Regions from separate parts of the Sus scrofa genome. Here all the other regions are linked to region 2. Evidence: chromatin contacts called from public Hi-C data. All regions are on one chromosome and are shown on one strand. The core of a region is the stretch at or near the end of the contact, and the rest is flanking DNA. Distances in the headings are between cores, read along the strand shown.

The links. A called contact is a pair of places that touch in the nucleus more often than the background predicts.
Region 1: a contact with region 2 is called in a Hi-C map of embryonic fibroblasts, with 2.5 times the contacts expected there. The contact joins two enhancer-like sites. A contact is called at or near these places in 1 of 47 Hi-C or Micro-C datasets (embryonic fibroblasts) and 1 of 2 datasets of contacts at active chromatin or transcription factors (skeletal muscle).
Region 3: a Hi-C map of retroperitoneal adipose tissue shows a contact between it and region 2, with 2.3 times the contacts expected there. The contact joins two enhancer-like sites. A contact is called at or near these places in 2 of 47 Hi-C or Micro-C datasets (retroperitoneal adipose tissue and subcutaneous adipose tissue).

The regions. Positions count from the first base shown.
Region 1 is chr10:66,133,309-66,136,134 of Sscrofa11.1, reverse strand. No RefSeq gene overlaps it. Among named protein-coding and RNA genes, the nearest start is that of KLF6, 350 kb to the left of the region's middle. Within about 2 kb of position 1,379, at least 27 of the 83 cell types and tissues checked have an H3K27ac peak or open chromatin away from gene starts, as enhancers often do. A contact at or near this core is called in embryonic fibroblasts, where this site is marked.
Region 2 is chr10:65,929,623-65,932,322 of Sscrofa11.1, reverse strand. No RefSeq gene overlaps it. Among named protein-coding and RNA genes, the nearest start is that of AKR1E2, 240 kb to the right of the region's middle. Within about 2 kb of position 1,387, at least 10 of the 83 cell types and tissues checked have an H3K27ac peak or open chromatin away from gene starts, as enhancers often do. A contact at or near this core is called in embryonic fibroblasts and retroperitoneal adipose tissue, where this site is marked.
Region 3 is chr10:65,728,686-65,731,525 of Sscrofa11.1, reverse strand. No RefSeq gene overlaps it. Among named protein-coding and RNA genes, the nearest start is that of AKR1E2, 37 kb to the right of the region's middle. Within about 2 kb of position 1,440, at least 10 of the 83 cell types and tissues checked have an H3K27ac peak or open chromatin away from gene starts, as enhancers often do. A contact at or near this core is called in retroperitoneal adipose tissue, where this site is marked.

The sequences.
Region 1 (2,826 bases), core at 130-2,629, 200 kb before region 2:
GGAGGAATTCCTGTCGTGTGGGAGGCCGGCTCCGCTCCATTCACACACTCTCTCTCCCAGATGTGACCCCGTGGGCTTAGCCCTATGTCCGCTGGGGCCGCCAGGCAGCCCTGGCCGCAGGATCCTCTTGGACAACCGCAGCGGTCTTGCTGCGTCTTCTTATGCATGTGGTGTGTGCATGCTATGCTTCAGCATTTTTTAAACTCTTCCTTTGAGTAAATTAAAAAAAGTTTGTGAAAAAGTTTGCTCCAGGAAAAGGGAGCCAAAGGGCTCGCTGATTCTTTTAATTGAATAAGGGGGGGGGCGGGGAATGGGGAGCGGGAGGTGGGGGGGATAGAAGAGAAAAAGGTATAGAAATCAGTTAGCCTCATGGACGGCTAGATGAGGTCCCTTGCTATTAAAAACATCCAGAGTGAGCCCTGGGGGTGGCCAACAAAGAAAGGGGTTGCTATTATTTGGGTTCCTGTTAAAATCTGACCCCACAGGGTGCTTTAAATCTCCGTGACCAGGGCACTGCCCTCTCCGAAACAGCAGACCTTCAGATGTGCACGGGAGACGAGACCCGGGATACCATTTAGAGGCCTCTTTGACCAGGGAAGGTCACCGTGTGACCATTTCAGGGGGACACCTGCAGCACGGCTTTGTCAACAGGGCCTTGGATCTGAACAAAACACACGCAGTCACTTCCCACCAGGACGTGACACTCGGGGCCGGCCCTGAGCCGGGCACATCTGGAAGGTGGCTCTTTCAGGGGGGCGTTTTCTCTCCGTTCCACGTCCGGGAGCGGGTGAGCGAGAAGCGCTGCCTTCACAGCCCGACTGTGCGTCAGTGCCATCGGTCGGGGGTGCGGCCAGGGCGCTGGGGCGCCTTGAAGGGCAGGCGCGGAGCCTCCAAGGCCGCTGTTCTGAACCAGGGCCTGGTGGGGGTGGGGGCCGGGTCTCAGGCCGGCCGGGGCTTAAAAACGGGGGATAGAGATGCCACGCAAGGGCGACTGGGCGAGAGCCATCCCTCACCGGGCGTGATCGCAGTTGTCCAGCCGCCGCCCCGGTCGCTAAGGACACTGGCTCAGCCCGCGGGGACAGCCGTGCCGGTGGAGTCCAGGCGGCTCGGTCATGAGCGCTGCGGTCCCGCTGTTGTTAACAGCAGTCCCGGCGACCGTCCTCAAGGCCTGGGAAAATGTCCACAGGCATGAGCCCGCCTTCTGCGCATCCGAACTCTACGTGACTCAGGGTCACTTCTTCACATAAAGAACGCGGGGGCGGCAGCTTGGGGGAGAAAGGACTCAACGCCAGATCGCCCACGTTCAAGGGTGAGCGTCCCGGTCCCGCTGCACGAGGGCTGTGCCGCCGAACGCACAGGCCTGTCAGCTTTTTGTGCGGAATCCTGCCAGGGGAACCCGCGCGCTTGCGCTGGGTGAAGGCAGCGTAGACCAGTGGGCGTGGGCCCGAGGCGCCTTGAGTTCCCAACCTTTACTCAGAAGAAAAACGCCCAACGGCGCTGGACTTCTACCGGGAAGTTTTCTGGGTCCCGGAGAAGGACGTGTCTCCCGCTGCAATTAACTCAGAAGACGCCCCTGCCTCTCGGGGCTGCGGCGCTTGCAGAAGGCCCGGACTGGATGAGCGCCACATACGTCCCCACGCGACGTTGTCCTTCCTTTTAAAAATCATTCCGGGAATCGTTTATTTTCTGGAGTGGGTCGTCTTTATTTGTTTACCCTGGAAACCACAGTTTGACATGCTGTCTTTCGTTCCTGGCGAGGCGATGCGAAAGGCAGAAAAACCCCGCTTGTTTGCAGTGCCAGGGATAAAACACTTGACTGAAGGCCAGGTGCGCTGCCCCCAGAACCTTCCCATCGCCTCTGAGGGACGAACATACATCCTGGATCCGAATCCTCGGCAAGTTCAGGAGGTTAGAGGTGACTCAGTCTCCACGAATGCAGTCTGGTCTTATTTTAAGAAGGCCTCTGAGTCATGTGGAGTTGTGTCAAAACATGTGTTATGTTATGTTATTTTAAAAAGGCAGCTTGGAGGGAGGAAATTGAACCATCTTTTTTTCAGAAAACCTGCCCTTTAATGGAAGAAAAGGGCAAGTCAGTTTCCCACACATCTCCCTCGGTCCCGCAGGCTCTGCTTTGACCCCACACGTATATTCTTCATGGGCTTTGCTATTACCATACTTTCTTGGAGCGTTTCAAGTTTGCAACTTGAGCTGTTCTGACTTCATATTTATTGTTCGATGTGGTTACAGGCACCGCTTAAGACTGAATAACATGTACTATCGCTCTATTATTATCTTGATTGATTAGCTACCCGGTGTGATGGTTCTACAGCTACATGCACTATTTTTATCAATATAAAATATGCATAATTTTAAGAAACTTTGGTGTTCTCAACTCAAATATAGGAATAGAACCGATCCTGTGGCTATTTCGGAGTTGTGACAATGTACTTGAAAGTCCCTGGGAAAGTGGCATGTCTTGGGGGTCAGTCAGCACAGGTCACAATGGGCTATTGGGCTGGTTAGGACCAGCTTCGCAGATCTCGCTGCGGCCTGCGGAGGGGCAGGCCTGCCCTGCAGGTGAGCAGGTCTCACTCGGTGACTCCCCTCTGGCACCGTGATCTCCCTGGCCTTCCCAGGTCACTGCCCGAGGGCCTGGGGGGGAAGAGCCCCGAGAGGAGAGGGAAGCCCAACCAGGATGGCCGGGGTGCCTGGCGCGTTCCCAGTGCTGTTCTTGCTTTGAGGCTGAACACAGAAAGCCAATGGCCTGGGAAGAGTCGGGGACCAACTGCCTAGGTTGTGACAGCAACATCCAGACTTGCTGACTAC
Region 2 (2,700 bases), core at 138-2,637:
AGCTGTAGCTGCTAGCCTGCATCACAGCCAATGCAATTCGGGATCTGAGCCCTGTCTGAAACCTACACCACAGCTCACAGCAACGCCAGATTCTTAACCCACCGAGCAAGGCCAGAGATGGAATCCGCATCCTCAGGGACACTAGTCAGGTTCATTACCACCGAGCCACAGTGGGAACTTCAAGAATTAATTTCTTAATGCCTTGGAAATTTCAGTTCTAATGTTTTTTTTCCGGCTGCACTGGTGGCATGCAGAAGTTCCTGTGCCAGGGACTTAACCCGAGCCACAGCAGTGACAACACCTAATCCGTAATTGCTAGGGCACCAGGAAACTCTACCAGTTCTGATATTTTCGACTCTAATAATAGTTCTTTTTGTTTTATTTTTTTCTTTTTAGGGCTGCACTTGCAGCATGTGGAAGTTCCCAGTCCAGGGGTCTAAGCCCCAGCAGGAACTCCTAATAATAGTTCTTAAGTAGATGGATAACCAGTCAGTTTGCTACTTTAGATTGTAAAATATTTTTGACTCAAAGAAATCATTTATGGTGATGTTTCCTTCAAAATGTAATGATCCAGCTAATGTCCACGTTTGCTGCCAAAGAGGATGACATGCAAAAACACGATGCTTCTTCTCCAAAGATCTCTGTATTTTTGTAACCCTGAGTCTTTCTTTTCTGTCCTCATCTCTTCTGTAACATTTGCCAAAAATCAAAGCACTTATTGTTCGTATGTTGAAATATTTGCTGTTTATAAAAAGATTAACACATGGGCTTTCATGTTTTACTAATAATGAATAATCTTTTATGTCTTACAGGTTTGTGTGTGTGTGTGTGTGTGTTTTAATTTGAACTTTGCCAGAGTCCTTGGGTGGGAAGAAGAAAAGGAAATGAACTTCAGACTATAAAACATGGTTTTTAACGGCGCATAAGCATCTGTCAGCAATTTTATTATCAGGAAAAAACTTCTGTACAAAGGCATTTTAGCTTGTGAATCAGAAAATCTACTTGGTGCCTCGGGTTGCACCTTCCCAAGAAGCAATGCTTGGGGGCATTTTGAGGCTGATTTAATAAGCATTTGCAAAATAAAGTCTAAGTCTTATGAAATGGTCATAAAATAGAAAAGCCATTCAGCAGACCCAAGAGTGTAGTGTTGTATGTCCAGCCCTCTGAGGTTATTAAGGTAAAGTTTCTGCATTTCAAGGGGAGGGACTTGCTGTGACCGAGGCAGAGGACCTGCATGTCTAAAGGCACCCAGTGAAAACACAATGTACTCGGAGAAAGATTTCTCTGCAGAGGCTGAGCAGGGACCTCCCGGGGTCAGGGGTGAGGTTCTTCCGTAGCACATGATCCTATAGCATCACATGCCTGAAGTTAATGTGATGTGAGTCACGTGTTTGCAGACAACTGGTTGCTGCTCCCTGTGTGGGAGCTCGCCTGAGGACCAGTGGCATGCAGAGCTGCAGAGGGATAATAAATTTTAGATGTTTCTAAGAGTCCAGAAAACAAGGTCAATGAAGGCTCTCTGGGTTTATCTTTGTGCGTGCCCTGGGAATTCCATTTTGTTTTTCTAAGGATCCTCAGCTTCTTAGATTTTTGAAAGGGCTAGGATAGGAATTTGAAAGGCATTGAGCAGCAGGATTATGTGAAATCAAATGCCAGCTCTTAGAGCTGTTGTCCACTGCATTCTCTTTGTTGACTGTAGATAAACCATGCGTTGTCTTGGAGATTAGGTACCAAGGTCAAGTGAGTGAAAGAAAGCTTCCACAATGGAGCAGTGGAGGTCAGGTTGTGGGGTCTGAGTCTAATGGCCCCAGCACCACTTACGCCAGGTAGCTGACCACCTGGCCACCGATCCAGACAAAGGAGATTGTAGAGGAGATAAAAGCAAGAGCATGCAAAGGACGCAGGCACTCACAGGTTCCGCTGGGACGCAATAAAGGGAACTCTGTGGACAGAAGAAAAGATCATCTTTTTGCTAAAAGATTTTCCTCTTGGCCAAATGGAGTCCCCTTTCCTCAAGGTCGTTCACTCTTGACTAAGGGTCCTTCCTCTCCGAGGAGCCTCCCATTCTTTTCCCTCCATCTTCAGGTTAGTTCCTACTCCCCCAACAGCACTGCGACAATAATGTGTTCCTTCTTCTGTACTCACTCCACAGTGATGGCTCTTGGGATGTGCCAAGGCGTGTGGGGTGAAGGCGCTCTCTAAAAGCATGGGACCTGGGATGTGAGGGCAGCTGGCCCCTGGAGAGGAAGGAGGAACAGACTGTCTTCTGTCCGCTGTCCATTTGGAAACTCTCAAGATCCCTTGGCTGCCTTCTTGTAGGATGGACTCAATTCTGGGGACCTAAGGTACAGCGTGGTGCCCATATGTATGGAACACTCCGCAACACATCATGTCAACTCAGACAGAAGTTCTAAGCAAACACGTGTGTGTGTGGGGGGGGGTGGGAACCGTGTCAGGAGGGGTCTTGGTCTCCCTTTGTGGGGAGGTACCTGCCATCTATATGCATGCTATGTAGACTTCTGCTAAGCCTCAATCACAGCCTCACAGTGTAGACCTCTAGGGTCCTGCGGTCTGGCAGAGGTAACAGCTGCAGCATCCGAGGGCAACAGGTCTGGCAGCAGTGTCCTTTCAGAGCTGTGCTGCAGCATGTTTATCTGTGTTTCTGGCCGTGGAGATTCTAAGCATGGCTCCGAGAGCCTC
Region 3 (2,840 bases), core at 191-2,690, 200 kb after region 2:
TGGTTATTCCAGTATTTTGAGAACTATTTGAAACATAAAGGTAAAGTTCCTCCATTCGTGAAATTAACGCAATCTGAAAATTCACATATTAATCCAAAAAAAGAAAAAAAGAAAGAGGTTTGATTATTGAAAATATTATAGCTTTAGAGAATGAAAATTACACTGGAGGGGTAAAATTTTTAACAGCCCACTTAAAAATGTGGAGCAAAATATTTACTTGGCTGTGAGCATCTCTGTCAGCAAACTTCTAAATGATTACCGTGTCTTACGTGCAAGATGATATTTCGGTTACAATTAAAATCATTGGTTGGATTTTAAGACGCCTCCGACTCAACCTACAAATTTGGGATTTACTAGGAAAGAATAACAAAACATCTTAAAAACTTCTTGAAGGGTTCTTTTCTTCTTATATCAAGAAGCAAAATGCACTCAGTGCCCTGTTGAGTAAGTTAAAAAGCATCCAAGACATAGGCAAATTCCCTTGATAAAAATGTTTTCTAGATTAATATTGCTATTCAAAGTCCTTTCCACATCGCTTGGATTTTTCTTTTCCTTTTAAAGCACCAAGTTTCTCCTCCTGGTTTTGGAATCCATGAACAGATCCGGTGCCATGTCACAGACACAGTCAGATCCTTTAAAACCTTTTCTCTTTCTGTTTCTTTTTTTGAGTTTCCTGTCGGCCTGACACATTGTGTTCTCACATCCCTTGGAAACCACGTGGGGAAGAAATAAAGTGCACCCCTCCGTCCACAGATAGGCAATGTTTGCTCACCGACTGGGGGAAACACAACAGGTCACTGCAATTGGCTATATATGGTCATTCAGTCACACGGAGCAAGGGACGAGGCCAGGACACAGGAAACACCTGTGGAAAAGGACTCCGAATAATGGGCCCTTTTGCAGTTTAACTGTTCACAAAGCACAGAAATACCAAATACCAGCAACATGTTGGCCAATGTTATTTAAAACGGGCTCCCTGCAAAGACAGGGGAGCAGGTGCAAGACTTGCCTCTCAAAAACGTTCTGTTTTGGAGTTCCTGTGGCTCAGCCAAAACGAATCCAACTAGCAGGCAAGAGGATGCCAGCTGGATCCCTGGCCTCGCTCTGTGGGTTAAGGATCCGGTGTTGCCTGTGAGCTGTGGTGTAGGTCGCAGTCTCAGCTTGGGTCCTTCGTTGCTGTGGCATAGGCCAGGGGCTACAGCTCTGATTGGACCCCAGCCTGGGAACCTCCATATGCCGCAGGTGCAGCCCTAAAAAGCCACACACACCAAAAAAAAAAAAACGTGCTTTTTCTTTAGCACCAAGTCTTGCACGTTGTAGCACTACCCACGGTAAAAGCAATGAAAAGTCTTCAGGGCAGACACTAAAACTGTCTTTCAGGGATGTCCTTTCCTGAAACCTGGAAGATGTGGAAACAAGGAACTTGTGCCTGAGGATGTAGCTCCATCTACAGGACGTGGGAGGTAGGACAAGGTCCATGTAAACAAATTCTCCGGCCACACGCGGATATTAAGGTTGTGTTTTGCTTCTGATAAATGAGCTTTTTCACTGAGAAGAAAGGAACGTGAAACGAGGGGTGACGTGCACGTGGGCCATTCATTCCTGAGGCTTTGATCGACTTAGTTTTTATTCTCTTCTTTGTAAATTAAAAAAAAAAAAAAAGTCCATGTAAGCTCATCTTTGGTTTAAAAGAAAAGGCAGTTCTGGTTGGGGATGTAGATGGCGGGGGCGGCTAGGCATTTGGGAAGCCGAGGGCATATGGGAAATATTTGTACCTTCCTCTCCATTTTGTTGTAAACCTAAAACGGCTCTAAAAAGTGCTCTTTTACATAAGAGAACAGACTTGTGGTTGCCAAGGGGAAGCCGGGAGCGAGGAGGAGTTTGCGGTTAGCAGATAAAACTAGTACATGTAGAATGGATGAGCAATGAGGTCCTACTGTACAGGACAGGAACCATATCCCGACTCTTGGGATAAAACATGCTGGAAAATAACACAGGAAAGGGAATGTATATATATACGTATGTATACATATATGCCTGGGCCACTTCGCTATACAGCAGAGACTGGTACAACATTGTAAATCAACCATATTTTAATTAAAAATAAATATAATAACAAATAGGGGTTTTGTTTTGTTTTGTTTCTTAGGGCCGCACCCATAGCATATGGGCCTATGGAAGTTCCCAGGCTAGGAATCGAATAGGAGCTGCATCTGCCGGCCTAGGCCACAGCCACGGCAAGACCAGATCTGAGCCATGTCTGCAACCTACACCACACCTCACAGCAACGCCAGATCCTTAATCCACAGAGAGAGGCCAGGAATGGAACCTCATCCTTATGGATACAAGTCAGGTTCTTTACTGATGAGCCACAAGGGGAACAATAAATCGTTTTTTTAAAACACAAAACCTCAGGCAGAGTCCACTCAGGGAGCACTGAATTCTTTTAGAAAATGGTATGGAGGTACCTCAGGAAACTAAACATAGAACTACCATATAATCCAGCAATTCCACTGCTGGGCATATATCTGGACAAAAGTTTCACTGAAAAAGATACACGCATCCCTGTGTTCATAGCAGCACTATTCACAATAGCCAAGACATGGAAACAACCTCAATGTCTATTGACAGATGAGTAGATTAAGAACATGCAGTACATATACATGGTGGAATATTACTCAGTCATAAAAAAGACAAACAAATGCCATCTTCAGCAACATGGATGGATCTAGAGACTCATTCTAAGTGAAGTCAGAAAGAGAAAGACAAATACCATATGGTATCGCTTGTTTGTGGAATCTACAATATGGCTCAGATAATCCTCTCCAAAAAACAAAAAC